2 separate regions of the Mus musculus genome follow, and region 2 is linked to region 1. Evidence: chromatin contacts called from public capture Hi-C data. All regions are on one chromosome and are shown on one strand. Each heading gives the region's core, a stretch centred on a gene start, on an enhancer-like site or on the middle of the called end of the contact. The rest is flanking DNA. Distances are from core to core; before and after follow the strand shown. Region 1 overlaps Lbh (limb-bud and heart). Region 2 has its middle 18 kb from the start of Gm41616.

Evidence for each region. Capture Hi-C pulls out chosen DNA fragments and counts their contacts.
Region 2: a contact with region 1 is called in a capture Hi-C map of bone marrow-derived macrophages, with 4 times the contacts expected there. The contact joins two enhancer-like sites. A contact is called at or near these places in 1 of 15 datasets of contacts at CTCF or cohesin (the NIH/3T3 cell line), 17 of 484 Hi-C or Micro-C datasets (the HL-1 cell line, adipose-derived mesenchymal stem cells, cerebral cortex and 7 more), 10 of 115 datasets of contacts at active chromatin or transcription factors (the 230-238 cell line, bone marrow-derived macrophages, craniofacial prominence and 7 more) and 3 of 9 other capture datasets (adipose tissue, bone marrow-derived macrophages and liver).

What each region holds. Positions count from the first base shown.
Region 1 is chr17:72,935,986-72,941,460 of GRCm38.p6, reverse strand. Lbh (limb-bud and heart) reads right to left here. Exons shown (of 3, transcript NM_029999.4): 3 at 1-2,205. The coding sequence ends at 2,017. Among named protein-coding and RNA genes, the nearest start is that of Lbh, 20 kb to the right of the region's middle. Within about 2 kb of position 2,435, at least 91 of the 459 cell types and tissues checked have an H3K27ac peak or open chromatin away from gene starts, as enhancers often do. A contact at or near this core is called in adipose tissue, bone marrow-derived macrophages and heart atrium, where this site is marked.
Region 2 is chr17:73,064,095-73,069,010 of GRCm38.p6, reverse strand. No RefSeq gene overlaps it. Among named protein-coding and RNA genes, the nearest start is that of Gm41616, 18 kb to the left of the region's middle. Within about 2 kb of position 1,335, at least 85 of the 459 cell types and tissues checked have an H3K27ac peak or open chromatin away from gene starts, as enhancers often do. A contact at or near this core is called in adipose tissue, bone marrow-derived macrophages and heart atrium, where this site is marked.

The sequences.
Region 1 (5,475 bases), core at 1,186-3,685:
TTGATACTGGATTTACAAGCACATCCCATCACACGGCAAGACCAAGACAGATAACTGGGGTAGGGATGAGAAGACACCACAACACGGGAATTTAAAAGGCCAGACACCTGTCCATAAAGGGAGGCGAGGGATGAGAAACGCTGCGGGGGAACAGGAGTGGGATGAACAGATCTCTGTAGCCAAAACAGAGCAGAGTGGAAGCAAGAGAGAGAGAAGCTCTCTGGTTGCAGGGTTGGCTGCAGCCCTCTCCCACTTCTGCAAGGAGCCGGAAAAAAGTTATTGCCATCGGTGTGTATCACAGGCAGACGACAGAGGGAAGAGACGGGGGAGGGGGTGACCATCGGCATCCCAGAACCAAACCTTGCTGAATGCCGTGTCAACAGCACACCCCCCACGCTCTTGCCCCAACGTGGCCCAGAGCCACACTGACTTTGAGGTATTAAATAGAACCAGACAAACGAGTCCAAAGACGGGGGTCAACCTGGACTGACAAGAGACGTGAGGGGACATTTGTGAGTGCCTTGGTTGGCTAAGTGAAGCCTAAGGAAGGCTTTAAGTCCACCTCTTGACCAAACAGCCCTGCTCTAAAAATTCTGTCCTCTAACCCGCTATTCCAGAAGGTTCTGAGCTATGATCAGAGCTAAATCCAAATGTTAATTTCCCCATGCAACTGCTGCCCTTTCCAGAGACAGGTAAAGTGGGGAAGGAATAAAGGCTGCTATTCTACAAGGATACTCCAGCACACCCTGTATCTTCTCCCAACCTGTGCTCAGGAGCAACAAGAGGAGAAGCCGTGATCTCACAACAGCTACTGTCTCAAACTGGATGCCACAGCTGCTCCACTGGAGGGCTGATTCCCACATGGGAATCAATGCGGCACCACCCAGGCCCCTGCATGGAAGCCCGCTAGCCAGCTTCCCAACCAAGAAGCACACTCTGCTTTTAGCGCCCATGGAAGCCGGGCTGGGAAACCCATTGGAGTGGCCCTGCTGCAGGTCAGATGAACAGTGACAGGCCACAGCATAGCTGGGGACCGTCCACCTGACTGCTGTGGCCAAAGGAGAAAGGAAGGGCAGGCCTGAGAAAGCCGACACTTCTACCCTCCTGCTCCATAGAGATTACATAAGAATTCTTGGGAGATCCACCGTGGGAGGAGGCACTCCCTATTCAGGCTGCAGCCTTGGAGTGCCTCACAAGGGCAGGAAGTGCTCTGGCTGTTCCCCTTATATACTGGGAGGCAGAAGGGGGTAAATAGGGAGAAAAACTCAAAAGTACTATGTCTTAAAGCCTCCCAGGTCCCTGGGGACTCTGACAGCCTGAAGCATCTGGGGAATGGTGGTGGAGTCTTCCTTTCCTCTGTATCCCTCCATCTGGCTTCCTAGGCAGTTTACCTGGCCCGACTTCTCTGTGGGTGACCAAACACACTTGAAATGAAAACAAAGGCTGGTGGCTGTGAGCAACAGAGCAGGAGATAAGGACTTGGTTGTCAGATGCCCCAGTAGCCAGGACAAATGCTGGAAAGAGCAGCACTTCCTGGCTGTAGTTCTCTTTAAAAGTGTAGAGTTTGTTTTGTTTTGTTTTGTTGTTGTTGTTGTTCTTCTTCTAATCCAAAATCTTTCTTGCTCATTTGCTCACCCCCTCAGCCCGAACTGCACCCCCCCCCACACACACACATGTGCACGCACTGCCTCTGGCACTAGAGTTCAGATAGGGATCTTCGAAGCAGCACCCCTTCCCCCCACCCCCCCCTCCACCCCTGTTCTCAGCAACTTCCTTTCTCAGCCTTGCAAGTTGTCAGAGGGCTCCATTGCTCAACGAATTTAAAAACAAACCAAAAAAAAAAAAAAAAAAAAAAAAGAAGAAGAAAAGAAAACCGACTCGGTGATTTTCAGGTGCAAAACGGAAGCCTCGTTTGACATTTTCACAATGACTGTGGCTCATTCTCTTCTTCCATCACCATGGGAAAAACAGTTCAGGTGTGCTGGCTGGCATGACCCAGGCGAGCCTGCGTGGACTCTACTGGTCCTTCTTTTCATTTGTTGTCTCTTCACAGTTGTCTTGCTCATCCTCCTGGACCAGGAATTCCTCAGGAGGCCACCGGAGCTCCCCGCTTTCCACCTCCCCTTCAGTGGGTTCCACCACTATGGAGGGCAGGCGGTCCTTCAGCTTGCAGCAACGGTCAAAGTCTGATGGGTCCGGAAAGATCTGAAAATTTAAAGAACAACGCAGACATCTGGTCATATATACATCTGAAAGAGAAACGTGTTTCTTTCTTTACACACACACACACACACAGAGAGAGAGAGAGAGAGAGAAAGAGAGAGAGAGAGAGAGAGAACACTGGCTGTCTTCCAAGGATTATGTTCTGCCTTCTAAACACTGTGGGTGTAAGACAGAATCCAGGGGAATACGTTCTAGAGAAAACTATCTCTAAGCCAGATTTTTTTTCCCAATCCTAAAGCTAAAATTTTGTGGACCATACCACTGAACAAGAGGGTGGGTGTAACTCTGTTTCTAGTGCTTTACTTCTAGATAAAAGAATAAAAAAAGATCACGTTTCTCACGGTATGCCGGGCTTTGCTTTGGAATAAGCAAGCAGTTAATGCCTGCAATCCACACCATACAGCAGGCGCTAAAACATTACATTTCTGCCAGAATAATTATTGGTGCCCAGAAGAAATAAACAACCAAATCGTTCATCGTTTTAAACTAACACAGTCAAAAATCAAGTGTTGTTCGGGTTATGTTAAAAGTCCCAGGCTTGGGCAAACTAGTCATCTAGGCCCTTCTAGCCTGGACGGAACTAAGGCTCAACCTCAGGTGTGCTTGCTCCCATGCTCCTGTGTCACCTGCCTTTTGGATCTCATCGCAACTGCCAAGTCTAAGCCAGATCCAGATCCAGTCAAGGCCTCCAGTCACAAGCTGCCTGGGAAAAGCATCCACAGTGCCTTCCCTTTTCACCTGTGAGCGAGTCCTGGCTTCTTGCCATCAGTACACCTGGAAGACTCCAATCTCCTCCCAGAGTCCCGTGGAAGAGGCCCCAGTCCACTTATGTGGGTCCTTCCCAGTGCTGACCGAAACACTGAGCCAGGCTATAAAACTAGGGGCCAAGTCTGGCTTTGCTTTGCACATACTGCCCTGTGACTACAGCTGACCCAATTCTTTGCCCAGTAGCTAAGCACTTAATCCACCGAGCTGCTGGTCCCTTGCCATTCATAGCCCTCAGTGACACGCCCAAGAGGAGAGAGGAGCTCTGGTCTGGGAAATCTGGGGCTCACCAGATCACTGACACTTGGCACCTTCAAGGCCATCTCCTCCCACCTCTCTGTCTGACAGACAGGAAACCCAGGCCCCAGAGGGGGAAAGGGGACTTCACTGAAGGTCACACAGTCTGTTCAAATTCAAGTGGATGGAAACAGGCGTTGGGAGAAATCCTGGAAACTTGCCTGTTTTGCTGTACTCGGAGGGCAGAAGAAATGCTTATCCCACCGAACATCTGAGGTCTCCCAGGGTGTCTGATCTCCTAGATGCACTCGGAAGCCCGCGTGGGGCTTCTGAGAATCACGGGCCTCACAAATCGTCCCAATCCCTACAGACCAGTGATTATTAACCATTTATCCAATAAAGGCCTATTGCTTGGGATTAAGCCTTAAGCCAGCTGCAGGAGTACGCATCATTAAAGACTTAAAAGGGCTCATAAAATGTATCGTAATAGCTGCCAGAAGGAAAACAAACCAGGGAGGGGCTGGACCCAGGCGGGTCAGAGAGGTCTGGAGAAACTGGCCACCATGTCCTGTCACACTACCCGCTCTGATGTTTGCCCTTGTTGACTTGGTGGCGGGTTCACACTAATGAGTGTGAGCGGAAAGTGGATCAGCTAGGTTGGGGGGGGGGTCGTTTACTTGCTTTTATGGAGCTGAGCCCCTTCCTGAAGGTGAGGACATAAGGCATCTTCCAAGCATGAGCTCTGAGGTGTGATGCAGGGGCTCCCCGATGATGAAAGCACTCTTTAGTTTACAAAGCTCTATCAGATAGGACTTCACCGAGACAGCACTACCACCCCGGGGTTAGCAAGCATCCGGGACCCTGAAGGTCAAAAGGCAGAGCTAGCATTCAGATCTCATTCTGAACTAGGTAGGATAGACCCAGGATACACATGACCTCTCAAGCCACAGACTATCACAAAGGACTCGGGCAACCCAGGCCGGCAGAAGCAGAGCAACTGATTTTACTATGAGTTAGCAAAGCGATGCTTGTGTTGTATGGAAGACAGTGCTGATGAGCCCAGCCATAGCAGAGCAGAGCCTCTGTCTCCATGATAACAGTATAAAGTAGATAGCTGTACATTCCTAAGGGGGGGGGGGAAGAAGAAGAAGAAGGAGGAGGAGGAGGAGGAGGAGGAGGAGGAGGAGGAGGAGGAGGAAGAGGCTACATTCCTAGAAATCAGCTGCTCCTGGACCCAGATGTCTAAAGGACCCGGATGTCCATTCCTTTGAGGACATAGGGCTAAGGCACTGGCTCTGGATTCGTATTATTCCCTTGACATCCACTGCATGACCCCTGTCAAGGCCTCTCAAGCTCCCCCACCCCCCCACCCCCCCACCCCCGCTCAGTTTCTCCTCCAGAGAAATGAAATGGCCTTCTTATCACACAAGATGGCGTCCAAGTTCTTGGCCAACACAGAAGTAATACAATGCTTGAGGGCAGAAACAAAATTCAAACAACAATGTCTTCTTTGCAATGGCCCCCTCAGATGCAGCGTTAGTTTCCATGCTCCAAGCGTGAAGCCATCCTTCTAACACAGTCATGAAAACAATATCCACCAATGGCTTTCATACCAAAAGCTCCACAGCCAAGTCTTTTAAGTCCTCCGTAGGGGGTGGGGGTGGGGGAGCAATCTGAGCATTGAGAGTCTGATACTGTGGTACTTGCCAAAGACCTTTGCACTGTGACCTACTCAAAGCAGGAACCATTAAAGAGAAAAAGTTATTTTTACAAGTCATTGTATTTGTAAAAAAAAAAAAAATCACTATAATAATTGATATACCCCTTCCATCAGAGATTTTCTTTCATTATCAGATCACAAAGATTTGTGCTTCTGAGAACCATAGCTCTCTCCAAAAAATAAAAAAACAAACAACAACAGAACACGTCCTGCACCAAAACAGCCTCTTTTGTTTCTCCGGGAAAAGCCAGAAAGCCTTGCAAGAGTGTTTCTGAGTCTTTTCCAGCCCAGTCTTATCTCAGGCAGCTGCTTAAGAGGCTGACCCGGAAGAGGTCAGCATTTTTCCACTAAGTCATGGTTTTTAATCATCTAGGCAGCAGAAAAATGAGAGGCTGCAGCTACAATTTGATGGGGTGGGGAAGGCAATGGAAAAAAAAAATGAAAAAGAACTCTCCCGTTGGACTTGCAGAGCACATGACAGGTACGGTTGGGGTGGCAAGCAAACAAAGTACTGCACGCTGGGCTGCCTC
Region 2 (4,916 bases), core at 86-2,585, 130 kb before region 1:
GTTTATTTCTTATCTGGGGGGGGGGGTTCAAATACCCTCCGTCTCTTAGGTGCTATCAGGGCAGCAGCAGAGACTTTCTTTTGTAACTGAGGATCCCTCTCTGCTTCCCTGGGAGGAGGTAGAAGTCATGACACCGTGCTGTGGAATGCTCTATCCACTTGCTTTGGATTTTAGGAATCCATCCAATGACCATGCAGGAAGTCATCTCAACCTTCCTTGCCCGTAAGGAGCTTTAAAATTGGCCAGAGCCTCGGAGGCAGTTGAGCTATTAATGGAAAGTGAATCAACTCTGAGGCCCTTAAAAGTTAATGCTACTTGTGTAGTATAAACCACACTCCCATAGACCTTGAACGTCTAGGAAGCCTTGTGGCTTCCTAGAAGAAACAGCCTCCTCAGAAGCTGTGCTGCTTTTGTGTTTGTGTCAGGCTGAGTAGGTATGCCTCTTCAACTAGGATGCGTTAGCATCGGCCCAGGCAGGACTGAAGGATATTTCCAATGAGACTTGGAAAGAATGGGACCACACCCTTAGTCCAACCTCCTGTCCGAGCCAAGTTCAATCTCAGGATTTCCGTTTCCTATAGCTCCTAGGAAAGAGGGGCTAGACCCTTGCAAAAGGGGACTCTTCTAATTCCAGGCGAGGCTTACCTTTCAGAGAATGGGCCTGTTGGCACACACTAGTAGTTGGGGCTCATCCGACCGTACTGGCCCCAGCCCCTGAGGGTGATTGGGCAGCTGGCTATCCATACCACTCAGCCTCCCGACTCAGGACCGCTTTGGAAACCTGGCCTCTCTCACTTACAGCTTCACTCACAGCTGCTGCTTGAAAGTCTTCCCTACTACTAACGTCAAAGACTTTAGAGCAGCACTCTCCACCTTCCTAATGCTGCGATCCTTTAATACAGCTCCTGATGCAGTGGTGACCCCCCCCCCCCCCACTGCCCAGCCATAAATTTATTTCTGTTGCCACCTTATCACTATAATTTTTCTACTGTTATGAATTGTAATGTAAATATCCGATATACAGGACATCTGATGTGTGACCCTGTGAAAGGGTCGTTCAGCCCCCCAAAGGGTTGCAACTCTTAGGTTGGGAGCCACTTCTTTAAATAATTACCTAAATGCGCTATCTCTTTCTCCATGGTCACAGAAGGAATTATGTCCAGGGATTGCAGTCTATAGGGGGAGGCTTGCCTTCCCCGTTCTCTACATGCATACACAAAGGCAAGCTTGCATGCATACATGCTTTCTACCCCCGACCAACTCTATCATCAGCTGAGCCCTGTTTCCTTCCACGGCAGGGTCCTTGGAGCCCAGCGCTGAGCTGGTGTTGGCTCTAAAAATAACCGTGTCCGCGGTGATGAATGGGAAGGCATTTGCTCTCCTTTCCCTGCCTCAGCGCTGGGCCTGACTCATGTTGGGAAATGACATTCTGTTAACACAAGCACTTTTGTTTCCTCCTGTGCTCATTGAACATCCGGTGAGGGCCCTGGCCAGGCCTGGCTTTCAATTTTCAAAGCCTCTTTGGGCGGTGGGGTGGGGTGGGGCGTCTATTCCATATCTCTATCTTGTGGCATTAAGGATACTTTTAGACTGAGAAGCATCTTGAACATCCCTGGAGGATGCCAAGGATGTGATGGATCTGGGTCCCAGCAACACGTAAACCAGGCATGGTGGCCTACACCTGTGATCTTCGAAGTCGAGGGAGAAGTACCAGACGCTTTTAAACTTAAATACACCCTCAGATGACCCGAGAGTTTGAGGCCAGCCTGGACTGCCTAAAGAACCGTGGGAGGCAATCCCGCCTGAGAAGAAGATGTTGGCTTTAGGGAAGTTCCAGCTTCAGCTCTTGTTTTGAACTCAGGTGCCTTCACAAAGCTAATAAGGAAGCAGGGGTGTGTGCTAGCCCTTATGCAAAGTCATTCACTTTGTCCTGTTCTTCCACTCCGAAAGAGTCTCTGTTCTCGAATCTTGGATTTTTCCATACACAAAACGAAAACTGTTGGGCTGAAACCTTTAGAAGTTTACTGTAGCCTTGGCAGCCTACGCTTTCTCTTCCCTCGGGTGACTCCAGATCCTCCCACACCAGAGCTTCTTTTGTTTGAGGAAAGACTGGGATTTGGGGACAGATTCAATGGCAAGCTGCTTCTTGAGGAGGGTGCTGTAATGGGATCTCATGGCTGCTTAGTGATTCTATGCGAGCACAAGGCCATTTTAGGGTGTAATGTCAAAGTTTACCAGACACTATCTTGGACCAACTCTCCTTTTTCCATGAGACCAAAATCGTTATCCTCAAAAGCATTACTAATTATGCGCATCCACCAGATGCTAGATGGCCTTGGCTAGAAAGCAGAGGACCCACGCTGGGGGTCACCCACCTCACTGGGGTTTTTCCTTAGCTCAGCTTCTATTGGAGGACCTGGCTAGAAGCCAGGCTATGCCCTGGAATAAATGACCTGTCAAGTCATCAGCTATAGCCCTGGGAGGTGCTCCTAGTTCTACTTAGCCTTTCATTTATCTTTATAGCAGTGAAACCAACTTGTCTAGAAGCCTACCTCACTGGGGAGAAGGTTAACTTACAAGGTCCAAGTTTAAAAAGAAATGAAAAAGATCTCTGTGCCCTCTAATTTTAGAAGACTTGCTCTCTGGCAGCCATCAGAATAGGGCTGTTCAGATGTCATCTAGAGACAGGGAAGGGAAGGAGAGAGGCAGAGGCTGGGTTGCCTGCAGAAGTGACTTTGGTTGCTTTTTCACATATAGATCAAAACCTTGCTGAGCAGTTAACCCTCAGCAAGGAACTGACATGTTTAGCAAGCGGGAGACTTTTGCAAATGGAGAGGACTTGGCAGAAGCCACTGCTACTCAACTGTGCGTGACATTGGTTGATGCTGGAAGCTTCTGTCATCTTATAAATATCCTGAGGCAGACTTTGGCTCCACTTTGGAAATACCCAGGACATTTACCTGGGACCTATTGTCATCTTAGCTTGCAGTGGGCAAAGGTTTCACAGACTCTTGGGGGCTTTCTCAGTAGAGAAACCTCGGTAGACATAATGGTGGAGAGAGGGTATCTCTGCCCAATCTTTTCCCTTGGATATGCCTCTCCCAGTTAGTAGTTATCCCTGCTAATTAGTGAATGAGCTTTAGTAAATAGAAAGGATGTAAGTCTTGAAGAATGGCAAGACCACAAAGACAGAGATACAGAGTTATGCATGCAATCAAGAACTACGAGGAAAGACAAAGCGATATGAGTTGATTCAGGATAGGTGTTCAGGGGGTGAGTGGCCACCAAAATAGTTTGGAGAGCAGCCAACGGCACCAGTGTCCTCAAGGAAACTGATTTGGGAACAGGGATTCTTCAAAATATGGGCATACCTCTTGGTTTTTCTTTTTCCGTTGCTGTAACAAAACGCCCAAGGACCTTTTATAACAGAATTTAGTGCCTTATTCTTCTAGAAGCCAAAACATCCAACATTAAGATTCTGGCTTCTGGTGAGGGACCTCTTGTTGTCTCATAACACGGAAGAGGTCATGCCATCATCATGAGAAAGAAAGAATGTGCCAGTTCAGATTGCTTATCCTCTTACAAAGGCACCAAGGCCATCAGAGAGACCACATCTTCATGATCTCACGTAACCTTGCTCAAAGGTCCCGCCTCCAAATACTACTGACCTATGATGTAGGAGACTATGTTTCAAACACAAGAACTTTTAGGGCATACATCAAAACCCCTGAACTCTAAGGAAATGGCTGGGGGAAAGGAAGCAAAGATGTACACTGTCCAGGTGGCTCAGGGACCTTCTGACGTCAACAGTGAGCACAAACAGAATGGTCTATACTTGCTTGGTAATCAGAGGCATCAAGAATAGAAAAGCCAGGGTTGGAGAGATGGCTCAGCAGTTAAGAGCACTGGCTGCTCTTCCAGAGGTCTGGGGTTCAATTCCCAGCAACCACATGGCAGCTCACAGCTGTCTGCAACATCAGTTCCAGGGGATATGATACCTTCACATCAATGCACATAAAAGAAAATAAATTATTTTTTAAATAGTTAAATTTTATAAAAATAATATAGAAAAACTCTGTCTTTGACTTGAGAGAGGAAAGGAGGAAAGGCAAAGACAGAGAAAAGATAAGGAATATTGAGTGGAACCCAGGAAAGACCTCACCACCCAAGTCAAGTCCAGGCCTTGTAAGAAAGAGCTCCCCTGACGGGCTTGCTCTAAGGAGTCACAGAGTAGAGAGGAGAAACAAAGCACAGAGGAAGCCTACTCTCAGGAACCATTTGATCCTTCCCCACACTGAGGTGGTGAGCCGCAGGGGCTCTCCCCTGCTCCTATTGGCTGAACCGACCAATTTTGAATGCAAAAAAAAGCCCACTCACCTCTTAGGGTAGCAGAGCCCTTTATTTGTACTCTCAAAGAACCACTGAGGGGAAGGGTCTAGGCCAGGGGACAGTGGTGCAATCTCATTAGTGGAAAGAAATGAAGCTGTCCTCATAGGCTTGTTGGCCGGGACGTAAGATCTTGCTGTCCAAGACGGGGAGATGAGGAAGAGGTATGGGCTGAGTCTAGATTTCACTAAGCCACAAATACAAGACTCAACAGGAGGGAAGGCAAGTCATCCTGTTTTGTGACACAGGTACAAAGTTGTCCCTGTGAAATCTTTTTCAGAGGACCTAACAAAAGAGCAACCCACGTTGCTCAGTCAACAGCAAGTCCTAAACACCCGCTTTGTATAGAGCATCCTGCTGTTGTGTTGCTGTTACAGGGAATAAAGAGGGTGAGCAGGGCGGACTGGCCAGTCCATGAGCCCGTCTGTTAGCTGTGATGGTGGTATTTTTACATGTGCAAAGCAAGGGCACACATCTCAAGGAATGGGTGACTTCATAAAGTTCAGATGAGTCCCTTCTTTTTGACATCA